Linked DNA regions of Rattus norvegicus: all the other regions are linked to region 3. Evidence: chromatin contacts called from public Hi-C data. All regions are on one chromosome and are shown on one strand. The core of a region is the stretch at or near the end of the contact, and the rest is flanking DNA. Distances in the headings are between cores, read along the strand shown.

What was found. Hi-C and Micro-C count contacts between places; a contact is called where the count stands out from the background.
Region 1: a contact with region 3 is called in a Hi-C map of psoas muscle, with 3 times the contacts expected there. The contact joins two enhancer-like sites. A contact is called at or near these places in 2 of 12 Hi-C or Micro-C datasets (liver and psoas muscle).
Region 2: a contact with region 3 is called in a Hi-C map of Schwann cells, with 11 times the contacts expected there. The contact joins two enhancer-like sites. A contact is called at or near these places in 6 of 12 Hi-C or Micro-C datasets (the A7r5 cell line, Schwann cells, frontal cortex and 3 more).
Region 4: a Hi-C map of psoas muscle shows a contact between it and region 3, with 5 times the contacts expected there. The contact joins two enhancer-like sites. A contact is called at or near these places in 2 of 12 Hi-C or Micro-C datasets (prefrontal cortex and psoas muscle).

What each region holds. Positions count from the first base shown.
Region 1 is chr18:65,269,506-65,272,509 of GRCr8, forward strand. All of the region lies in intron 2 of Tcf4 (transcription factor 4), which reads left to right. Among named protein-coding and RNA genes, the nearest start is that of Tcf4, 51 kb to the left of the region's middle. Within about 2 kb of position 1,491, at least 11 of the 93 cell types and tissues checked have an H3K27ac peak or open chromatin away from gene starts, as enhancers often do.
Region 2 is chr18:65,068,399-65,071,180 of GRCr8, forward strand. No RefSeq gene overlaps it. Among named protein-coding and RNA genes, the nearest start is that of Tcf4, 150 kb to the right of the region's middle. Within about 2 kb of position 1,318, at least 38 of the 93 cell types and tissues checked have an H3K27ac peak or open chromatin away from gene starts, as enhancers often do.
Region 3 is chr18:64,349,295-64,351,994 of GRCr8, forward strand. All of the region lies in intron 1 of LOC102548061 (a long non-coding RNA gene), which reads left to right. Among named protein-coding and RNA genes, the nearest start is that of Mc2r, 60 kb to the left of the region's middle. Within about 2 kb of position 1,352, at least 10 of the 93 cell types and tissues checked have an H3K27ac peak or open chromatin away from gene starts, as enhancers often do.
Region 4 is chr18:65,021,108-65,024,154 of GRCr8, forward strand. No RefSeq gene overlaps it. Among named protein-coding and RNA genes, the nearest start is that of Tcf4, 200 kb to the right of the region's middle. Within about 2 kb of position 1,759, at least 7 of the 93 cell types and tissues checked have an H3K27ac peak or open chromatin away from gene starts, as enhancers often do.

The DNA of each region.
Region 1 (3,004 bases), core at 241-2,740, 920 kb after region 3:
TATTCTAATGTATATGCATATGATTTAGATGTATGCATTTATAGCTCCATTTTTGTCTTTATGTCAAAACTGTGCTTTCGAAAGCTTTATTTCACATTGAGATCTTTTTTTTTCTTTTTTTTTTTCTTTTTATCGGAGCTGGGGACCGAACCCAGAGCCTTGTGCTTGCTAGGCAAACGCTCTACCACTGAGCTAAATCCCCAACCCCTCACATTGAGATCTTTCTTGGAATTCATAAAGTTACTTTAAATTACTTTTCTACCTCCATTCTCTGGTTCTGGTGGGACTTCTTTGTCTATGCCAAACCTAGTGTTAAATACCAGGGCTATAGAGATTAACAAGACCCAGGCTTTGCACCCAGGGCTGGATGCAAATAACTTACTCTCTGGTGGGAGTTAGACTAAAGAAGAAGCCCTCGTACTGAGAGTGAGCCCATTCAGCTCGCAAAAAGCTCGCCAGGGACCACCACTTACAATCTAGTCAAAAATCCCACACAATGTCTCTTTCTAGAAGACGCTTTTCAACAGCCTTAGTTTTTATTAGTTATAATTTCCTAACATTCCAGTTTCTTTTTTAAAAAAAGCCTTGCTGATAATTTGAAACAATGTTTTCCATGTGAGTAACTTTTTAAAAGTATCCGTTTTTTCTACTGGCTTTTAAATATACTTAAAAATATTTTTAACCATATCTAATTTTTGCAACTTCTAAACAACTTTCTAAGCAGTCACCTCCTGACCCCTTTTTCCCCCCCTTCTCTATTCCCCCTCCTGGGGCCACCTCCCTTTCTTTAGACCCCCGCATAATGTTATTCCTTTACAGTCCAGCCATCTGCCTGGTTTAGCCTCTTCTTCACTCTCCCTGTTTCTTCTATATAGATTTCCCCATATGTCTGCTTCCTCCTTTATCCACAAGTCCAGACACTCCTCCATAGCTTTCTTACCACCCCATCCTGGTGTCCCGTCTGTTCATAAATAACTCTTTCATCGCTTTGGGTCCCCAGCCCCCACTCGTTCTAAAAAGAGTGCAGAGAAACCTTAAGTGTGCAGAGCCAAGATACCCAGCGCAGTTTTCGTTCGGTACAGCCTCCCTCCTTCCCACCGACCCGTTTCCTTTCCCAGTTTTTTTCTCACTTACCTCCTTTGTACAGGTCTCCACAGTTTCCCCTCGGTATTGGTACTGACCTGGCTGCAGAAAGATTTGATATCTGCAGGACCGAGTTTGCGTCTTGTTAATAGACCCATTTCGCCCTGACTGGTTGCTATTCCTGGAGCTGTCAAACTCGAAGCTTTGTTCTCTTGAAATCCGTGGGGTATCTGGGAAACTGTTCTCCTCACCTGGGAGCATGGCAGCCAGACGGTGCTCTGAACGGGTTCTTTTGTAAGCCCGAGTTCTAGCATGCGTGCCACAAAGAGACTGTTACAGACTAACCCAGCACTGTTGAGGGCTCTGGAATGTTCTAGGTAGTTGAAACGTTGCGTGCCCTGCTAGTGTTTGGTGCTGGTGACAGTCTGGCCCGCGGAAGCATTGGCCCTTTACTTCCCTTTCTTGACTGCAGCCCTCACTAGACTGTTTCTGGTTTGCCTTCCTAATGTTAGTGATCATTTTCCTCTGAGTCCCTGTGGAGATTTTACTCTGCAGGAAACATCTAGGTAAGACTGCCTTGAAAGTCGATCAAAACCTACAAGGACTAAAATACTGTCCCGATATTTTAAAGATGACATCTGAGAGGGGATTAGATTGTGTGCTGTGTCTGATGGGGACTTAAGGGCAAGGAGACTTTGCCTCTGCCTGTCTGTTCTACTCCTCTAACCAAAAAAGAAAGAAAAGAAACCGTGGATTCAATGATCTCCATTCTCTCATGGGTGAGCATCATGGGGGAAGAGTGAAAGATAGAGCTGTGTGATTCTGTGAGAATTGAAACTCTAAAAGGTTATCGATATCATGAAAATGAAAACTATCTAAAAATAAAGTATTTCGTTTTAAAGGCCACATGCTTCCAAAAGGAGATATGTTTGTGTGTGTGTGTGTGTGTGTGTGTGTATGTGTGTGTGTGTTTATTTTTAATGTATTTATGTATTTATTTATTGTATTGAAGAGTGAGGTTTCATTGCTCCAGGGACAAGAGAATCAGAAAAGGGAAACATAAAGGAGTCAAAAGATGCTGAGGTAGCAGGAGACCACATGCCAGTGACTCAGAGTCTTTCGGGAATTCAAAGTTGGTCACTAATTAGATACAAATTTCCTGGAGAAACTTAGAGAGGAAGACATTTTACCTCAGTCATTACTGATGCCAAAGCGAGGTCCACGGGACATTTTTACTGCTGTTGACTTTGTGTGGACTCTGAGCAACAGACAGGTGAAGATCCAAAGTGGGGGTTCCAACACGTTGTCAAGGTTTCATCCTGTTAGACAGTTTCCCTGTAAGCATCTCAGGGAGGCTGTAAAAACCACCGAAGGTTATGATAGTGGTTGGTTAAGGATACGGCTCCACTGGCTGAGTCTTTGTCCATATTACTGACACCACAAGTATACAGCTTGCTACAGTTGCCTCTGGGCTCTGTGTGCCGAATCAGAGTGTGTTGGATTGTGGTGATGTTTCTACAAGGGGCACAATTCTAAACTCCATTTTTATTAAACCAAATTGATTTTTCGTACCCATACCAAACCATACACCAAGATTAGATACTTAACATCTCAGTAGCCATAGATTTCCTTGAGTATGTACGGATGTCGGGCAGCTTCAGAAGAGAACGGTCTGCTTTGGAGCTTGTAGACCCAGGAGAGAGGACAGTAGATCCCCCCCACCCCCCTTTACCCTTTTGCTTTCTGCCAGCTACAGTCCGTCAGTCATACAGCCATTTACTTTTGTTTGGTTTGTAAACTACTATCCTAAAGGTTCAGCAAAAGAGTTTGAAGATTACCTGTCAGCAAGTCCTTCAGTCTTTTTTTTCTGCCTTGGGTCTCCTCCCACGTCGGTTGCGGTCTGTGGTGCTGAATTAGCTCA
Region 2 (2,782 bases), core at 68-2,567, 720 kb after region 3:
TCCAGAACACTCCACTTGCAATCGCGCAGGAGGACAACGGGAGGGATCTGGCATGAGGGAGGTAGTGTCTATCAATCTCCACATTGATCCCTTGGATAGACTCTTTTGTTCTATTTAAGGAAAAGAATTATTTGTCGGTTCCCCCATCCCCGGCCCCCTTCGCCCAGGATTGAAAGCACGAGGAAAGGTGCAGAAACTTAAAACCTGTAACTGACTTAACTGTATCTACCTACATCAGTGAGCAGGATTGTAGCACCAAGCATGCACAAGGGCTGCATAATCCCTACACCTCGGACTTCCTGCCAGTTTCTCTGAAGTGAGGAGTCCTAAGATGAGAGTCAGAGAAGACTGAAGCCTGTTCTGATACCTCACCCCCCACCACACACACACACACAGCCCTCAGCGCAAGGCTTTAAAGGTGGAGTTCTAATCCTAAATTTCAATCTCCTGATAGCCCTCAAACATGCTTCACGGGGCTGGCCCGCAGCCCCATGCTTCGAGGCAAGTGGACTATAATTGTTTTAAGTTTTAATTTATGGATCATTCGTTGAGATTCTGGGAGGAAAATGAAAAAACCTTGGTCACAGAGATCAAGTCTTTCTCACTAGGTTAAAAATCCGTTCTGTGTCAGGTTTCTCTTTCCCCAACTACCGTTCCTTGTAAGATTATAAAAGACGTCCTTTAGGTCCCAAGTCTAAACTTTGAACCATCACAACCTAAGAGATGAATCACGGCGGAGCCGGTGGAATTACTAATAAATAAGATGATGGGGTGTGTGTTGGGGGGTGCGGGGAAGCGCGGGGATTGGGGGGGGTGTCTCTTCCCGGGTGGATTTTCCCCTGCTGGATTGGCTGGGCCCACAGGGATCGCGGCCTCGAGAGTCCCCGTGTCGCACGGTGACTAGATCTGCGCGGAAGAGGCCGGGCGAGGTCGGAGACAGCACCCAAGGCCGGGAACCAGGGGGTTGGGCGATGGGGGACCGCGGGCGCCAGGTGGAGCGGGGAGCTCCAAATGGGTCCACTACAGTGGCTCGCGGGGGGCTCAGGGCCCGTGGGGGCACAGTCACCGTGGCCGAGGCGATCGAGCGGGAGGGATGCTCGGAAGAGCGCGGATAGTCAGGCTTCTGCAGAGAAGACACAGCCAAGCGCAGGGCCGCCCGAACACAGGAGCTGGCGGGGGACACGGGATGGGTGAATCCCCGCACCAGCCCTCCGTCTGGCCCACACTTTTTTTTTTCGGGGTTTGAACATCGGAGACTTAACGGTCCTAACAAACCCGAGACGCATACATCAGTGCGGCAAAATTTCGTGGAGACTCTGGGGGCGGGGGACGCAGCAGGGCTTGGGGACAGCGTGATGATCACCCGTGCCCCCACCCACCGCGCCTTCTGACCTACGGGAAACGAAAGCTCAGCTCGGAATCCGAGCGGCCAACCCGTCTCCCAACCCGGGGCTGCCCTTCTGCACTCGCGCCTTTTTTTAGGGAGTCTGTCCTGGGTGCGACAAGGCTGACAATGCAGCCCCAAGGTGTCTGGGGCCCCTGGCCAGAGACCAGAACCACTGCAAAGAAAGTATCCTGGCGGGGCGTCTGGAATCTTTCAATCACGGGATCAGGAAGGAGGGGACATTTTCTGAACACATAATTTAGAGCCTTAAAATGTTGGTAATGAACTGGGTTCCTCGCCTCTTCCCAAGATGCAGGATTTTTTAACTTCCTGATTTGGGAGGGGTTGCTGGTAGCCAGTAAGAACAATTTCTTGTTATCGAGTCTGACAAAGTGTTTCCATTAAATACTATAGGGTAAAAAAGATCTGTTACCGAGCTGCCTGTGTAATGTTCGACAGAAGCAACTCCGTCACCTAAAACTTGGCCTAGTTTTTCACTCGGGGAGGTGGCCCCCTCAGCACCCTGTCACAGCGGGGGTCTCCAGAAACCATCCCGGATTAAAAAGCTGCTCTCCAAAGCAGCTGTCCCCCCTTCTTACTAAGTCTTGAATTTTAGCTCAAGGTGGAAATGGAGACTGCAAGACCAGGATTGAAAAGCGGGGGTTTCTTAGGAAAGTTGGGGGTGAGAAATCTAAGGTGAATTCGGGAAACAAAGAAAACCCGTAGACCTTTAAATGAAGAACTACGGAAAACCCAAAGGAGGGCAACAAAGATGCGCACTTCCGGGACCAGCCCCGCCCCCACTCACGTTATAAAGTTTTAGTTATGTAATCTCATTTACTTCTCCCCCCCCCCCAACCCTAGAGGTAGGATGATATTTTTAACTTGGGTGTTTACAGATGAAAAACGTGTGTCTCACAGTTAAATTGCCCGAGGGCCTATAACGAGTAGCCTAGCATTGGGGCTGATTAAGGGACACTTCCTGGAACCTCCCTGTTGTTGTCTTTGCTGTTGCTGTTGTCATTGCTGTTGCTGTTATTGCAGTGGGAAGCTGGGAAATCAATTCTCTTGGGAAGGGAGTAGTATTTAAGCTTAGAGAAATATATATATATATATAGATATATATACATATATATATATATATCATCTATTTAGTGGTCGGGCATAAGTGTGACAATTTGAGAAAACTGAATAGCTCCTAATCACTTTGTGGGATTATGTCGAAACTGATAGAGTGGCCAGTTAGAACAGGACAGACACACACACACCAATATTCTCCAAGAAACCAAATTGAAAACAGAAGGAGTTTGGACTTTTTCAAACGTTAAGAACAATTTGATTTTTAGTTGGGGGATTAGATTAAACTACCTTTAGGGTTGGAAGGGGACTCATGAACTC
Region 3 (2,700 bases), core at 102-2,601:
TGTGTAGTTAATCCAGGCAGGTAGCTATTTCCTTTGAGGGCTTTGTATGAAATACTCCCCGTGTCTTAACTTTAAGGAACATGTTAGAAACTTTTAGAAAATGTGATCAGCTACAGAGCCGGAGTCACACAAGGAAGATGTCCTCTTTGAGTTGGAGTCTGATCGGGAGTCCCCATGTTAGGTCATCCCAACCTTATCCTTGATTGACACAGACTCGTGAGCTACAAGGTCTCCAAGTCTTCACAGGGGGCTTTGATCAAATGAGACAGAAAAAGGAACAACGACAAGAGGGGTATTGGGAGAAAGAGGAGAATGTTCATCCTGAGTCGTTGAGTTCTACTAGTTGAAGTAATTTTGGGACATGGGGCGAAGCTGGAGAGATAGGGTGACTCTGTCAAGGATCTTTCTAAAAGAAATAGCCCACTCTTTAAGTCAGTTCCTTACTGAGCAGTGTGTGTGTGTGTGTGTATCTGTATGTGTGTGTGTGTGTGGTCTGTGTGTGTGTATTTGTGTGTGTGTGTCTGTGTATGTGTGTGTGGTCTCTGTGTGTGTATTTGTGTGTGTGTCTGTGTATGTGTATGTGTATGTGTGTATGTGTGTGTGTGTCTGTGTGTCTGTGTATGTGTCTGTGTGTGTGTGTGTTTCTGTGTGTGTGTGGGTCTCTGTGTGTGTGTATCTGTGTGTGTGTATGTCTGTGTGTATGTGTGTGTGTGTGTGTGTGTGTGTGTTTGTGTGTGAGTCTTGTCACGGGAACGGCTTAAGTACAAATAGAATAGATGTCTTCTCAGTGGGAAGACACGGTAAAGAGAATCTGTCTCTGGAGTAGAAGTTCAGGCTGTGTGGCCTCTCGGATTCCCAGATCTACACTCTATGGTAGTGAGCAACAATGTGCAATTCTGTTTAATTCTGTACTCCATGATGGGGAAGATTTAATCAGCCGAGAAGACGTCAAGCAAAGAGTAGACAGTGTGTGTTCGAGAAAGTACCAACCAAACAGTCGAGTTTGCCTAATCTAGGGAACCCAGTGGACTCCACCGGAATTGTGCTGCTGTGTAGGACTGCTCGGGAGAGAAGAGGAAGAAGAGACTTCGTGGCTTTGGATATCTCAGCATTTCCAAGGCGACAGGAATATTTGGCCTTCTGCTAATCAAAAACTGACCTCATGACAATCCTAAAAGGGAAGGCAGAGACTAGCTCAGGTGAAAATCATCTGGCTATGCTGCATTTTCTTAGAGGACAGAGCCTCAAGGCTAACTCAGGGAACGAAAGTCAGTCTGGGAATGGATGATCCCAGCTGGTCTGAGGGGGCGGAAGTGGGACTTGTTTGACCTTCTAACGGTCGCCGCGGCATCTGCCAAGACCATAAGCCCCAGAGAATGGCTGGCTCTTGAAGTACATCACATGAACTCCGGAGACTGATAAAAGCAAAATAAAATATTTCCACATAGTCTGTGTGCTGAAGAAGAGAATTACAGCTGTGATATGACTTGGCTTGCTCTTACCCAAGGCCTTGAGCTATTAACAAGCCCAGTTTTCTAGATAAAATAAGTCCATGTGAACCCAGCAAAGGCCTTCATGATATCTTTCTATCTAGAGTTTGGTTAAATCATACGTGGTTTTTTTTTTTTTTTTTTTTTTTGGATGTGTTTGATATTTCTTTCTGCTGCCTAAAGAGAAAGGCTTACATTGAGTGTGGGAGAGTTAAGAGCCCCACTGTTTACCTGGATTCTTGACCGCCGTCTTTTCTTGGCAAAGGGCATCCCCAGTGTCATAGATGCTTGGGGGGCTATTCTGAGGTGTCTCCCCAGGCATCTCACTGTCCCCAGAGCCACTCTGCCTCCTTCCTGGGGTTTGTGTGCCTGAGGCACAGGGAGAAGTTCACTTATCCACCAGTGCACAGTTGTGACCTGTCTTGTCTGGAAGTTAAGTATGTAAAATCTGTTGTCATCAACCACTTCAATGTTTTTGTTTGTTTGTTTTGTTTTGTTTTTTTCTCACGAAGAATTAGATGTATTGAACACTTTCCCCAGTCACCTCATGTTTCTAAAGACCCTTTTTACAAAACAAGCCCTATTTGTATCCCTCTGTTTCCTCTCCAGAGGCATTGTAGACAACATTCTAATGATTACAGAAAGCCAGCTTTCGACCTCAAATAGATAACAATCTAGCCCACAACAGAGAAAGTATTTCAGCTTTCTCCTGGTGATGTGTGTTAGGAGGATGTGAATCCAGACACTGGCTCATGACTTATAATGATCCGGAAGTTCAGGTTGGCTCTAGATCTTAAGAACAATGGATATTTTCAAGGTTCCTTGGCTCTGGCATCCTTGATGCTACTACAGTAGTTAACCACGTTCTACGGTGGAATAGGCATGAAGTGAGGTTACTATAGACTGACTGGAAGCACTTGTGCTGTTGCAATGGACTCCTATCGGGGGAGGGGGCTCCCATCTCATTTGAATGTGTGCTCAAAGGAGCAGCTGCTAAAGTCATTTAACACCCCACTGCCCAGCCCCTATGCTGCTTGCTGCTTCCGAATTTTGGTCAGAGCAAAAGCAGATCCTAGCAAGGACTCACTAAGCTCCCTGACCTGGCCCAGAACCACACCCTTGCTCCTCTTCAGTTCATTTGGCTTGCGGTCACACAGGCCCAGCTGCCGCTTCTCAGTGAGCTCCCGGACACTCCCAGCTCCAGCCTTCC
Region 4 (3,047 bases), core at 509-3,008, 670 kb after region 3:
AATTGAAAGTGTACACTGAGATAGCTTTGTCATGAGAAAGTGCCCATGAACCCACCACCATAGATGGAAACAGGAGGGTATTCACCCCCCTCCCACATTTTCTCACACTTCCACTGCTCACCCCCTCCCCTGCCACCGCAGTTGACTATGGTTCTCATTTCTGTCCTTGTAGATGAGATTGCATTTTCCTGGGATCTAAGATAAGTGGAGCCATGGTACTACAAGATAAACTGTGTCACTAAGACTGACTTGATTCATTGTTACCCACAATACTTCAGAGAGTGACTCTACATGAAGATAGGATCTTCTATTGGGTAAGGAGATAAAAACCAGGTCTCCAGGGTGAGCAGGAAGCTGACTGGGGTTCTTCTAAAGCTGTTTGGACACAGTTAAGTACAGAGGGGAGGCTCAATGAAGGGACTGGAGGAGATGGCTATCTACAAATCAAAAAGAAAAAAGGAGGACTAAAGAAATCAACTCTGTCAGCACTGCATAATAGTAAGCTTCCACTGTTAGAGCCACTTGGTCTGTGGTAGTTTGTGTGGCCGCCCTAAACTCATAGAAATTGTCCACACTTGTTTGCCTATTTTATTCAATGTATCTGTATATGTACACTGTTTTTATACATTTACCTTGTTTTGTGTATTTATATTCATTCACTGCTTCCTCTTAGATGTTCCACCAATCATGTGACCCTGTCACAAGTTTGAAACATTTGTTTCTTGACGAGTGTCCAGATTGTTTCCAGTTTCTCATTATTCAGAACGAACTCCCATGAATGTTCTATACGGGGCTTTCCCTAGACAGACCCTTTCCTTTCTCTTGGGGAAGACCTCACACATGGAGTATGGCTGAGCAGTATGGCGAGGATAATTTTACCTTTTTAAGAAGCTGACTGTTTGCTCTAGTGACTACATCCGTTAGCCCAACCCCGAGAAGCATAAGACCTCCACTTCCTCTACCCCCTCTTGCTGTGGTGATCTTTGTTGGTGATTTGTTTGTCTTAGGGACAAGCTCTGGCTTTCCTATGTCAAACTCCCAGAGATCCTCCCGCCTCGGCCTCTTGAGTCCTTCGAGACTGAGGGCTGACGTCACAGGGTTCAGATTCGTGTTTCCGGATGACTGACGATTGAGCATCTTCGGGGTTATCTGCCATCTGTATCCTTTCAGTGGTGGTATCTGTTTCAGTATTTTGAAAAGGATTTTGGCATCGTAGAATATGCCAAAGTGTTAAGGTCTTATTCTGTTTGCGGTGGGAGAACATGTTGGGTTTCTGAACGGTGGAGTAACGCAGTGAAGTGGCTGATCTGGAAGGGGGTAGACAGTTTGCGGGGCTAGTTCTGTACGGAGCAGGAGGAGGAGGAGGGATGGGACTTAGCAGATACAACAGAGACAGCCAGCTGAGACTGAGGGAGCGACAGGGTTCAGAAATGCTTGCGGGTGGAACCAGGACTGGTTAATCGGCTCACCAGTTGGTGGGAAGGAAGGAAGCAGAAGGGTTAGATAAATAATTTGATAAGGCTGCGTTACCACCAGGGAATTTGGGACCGAGAACAATCACATTGTCAGTGCTGACTCCAAGACTGTCACTGAGTCAAAATAGGAACTTGGGAAAAGAACGAATCTAAAGCAGACTGGTTTTTCTGGCAAAACGCAGAGACCAGAAACCATTTTTTTTTTTTAAAGTAACAGCTGAGCGCTTGCCCTCTTCTGACCATGTGCTAATGTCAAGAGCCTCGGCCTCCATGTCATGCCGGCAGAGCTACAGAACTCTCCTGGGAGCCACAGGCGAGCCCCACCCTTCTGCCGGAATATTATACTTCTATTGAGAGCACGGATGCATCCGGAAGTGGGTTGTGTCAAGGCACGGGTCAGGCGCTGATTCTAGTCTCACAATACCTGGCAAAAAGCCCAGCCATGACCAGGTACTAAATGGAATCAATCAAAGGGCTGGGCAGAGAAGGGGTCATGAGATAGTTCTGTCTGCACTGTGCAATTCGGTAGCAAGCAGAGATAAAATGACTTCTCCAGCTGTCCATTGCTTGAGATTCAATGTGTGTGCGTTGGGGGCGGGGGATGCCAATTCTTTGGATGGTGCTGTCTACTAGGCTAAGCTAGCTAGCCAGTGATCCCAAGGGATCTGCCTGTCTCTGCCTCCCCGCCCTGGGATTTCAAATTGGCCACCAACACCCAGGTGTTTCTAGGTGAGTTCTGGCCACCCAGCTCGGGCCTTGGCTTTCGACCTCACGCACCACTTGAGATTCATTATGATGAAATGTGCAAAGTTGAGGCGACAATTAACTACTTAACCATTCCGCCAAGTTGGTCCGCCGTGTTTTCTTTACTGGTGGCTCGGTTATGCTTGTGTTTTTCTGTCAATCGTTTCTGTGCCTTAGCCAGCCCCGGGGAAGCAAGAGAAGAATGCAGGATACCTCGTGGCCCCCCTGAAGTCCAGCCTCAAGTCCCCTCCCATCCCCTGCGGTTCAGGCCTCTGCAGCAAGGAGACGCTGTGGAGCCTGGCTCGCAGCCTCGGGCTTTCTGTTTCCTGGGGCTGGCTGGCATTAGTCCCCAGCACCATCCTGTTCTTTGGGAGGTGATCTTTTGCTGGCGCGCTCCCCAGTGTCTGTTGTTATGTTTGAGACTGACTTTTGTTCCAGACTAGTGGGCTGGGGAGACAAGACTGCACTAAGTAACAACATGAACAGAATGCTCGCAACATTTTCCAATCGCTTTCTTCCCCCTTTCTCATCCAAAAAGCTCCCTCTGCTTGTTGCTAGTGTCTCTGCTCCCATCAGCTCAATGTTATGCTTGCCCTTAGAATCATTTGCAGGGACATCTAAAGGAAGTGGCCATGGCCTAAAAGTTTGCTCCTCTTCCACCTGCCTACTAGGCTTCCCACGAGTGACTTCTACGTCGCGCCGTTAAAAATCGTATTTTCTGTTGTGTCCATCCGAGTCCCTTTCGTCCTTCTAGATAAATCATACCTGGCAGTATACTCACTGACACGCAAGGGCTTTTACAGGTCTGAACACAGGAATTTTTTTTTC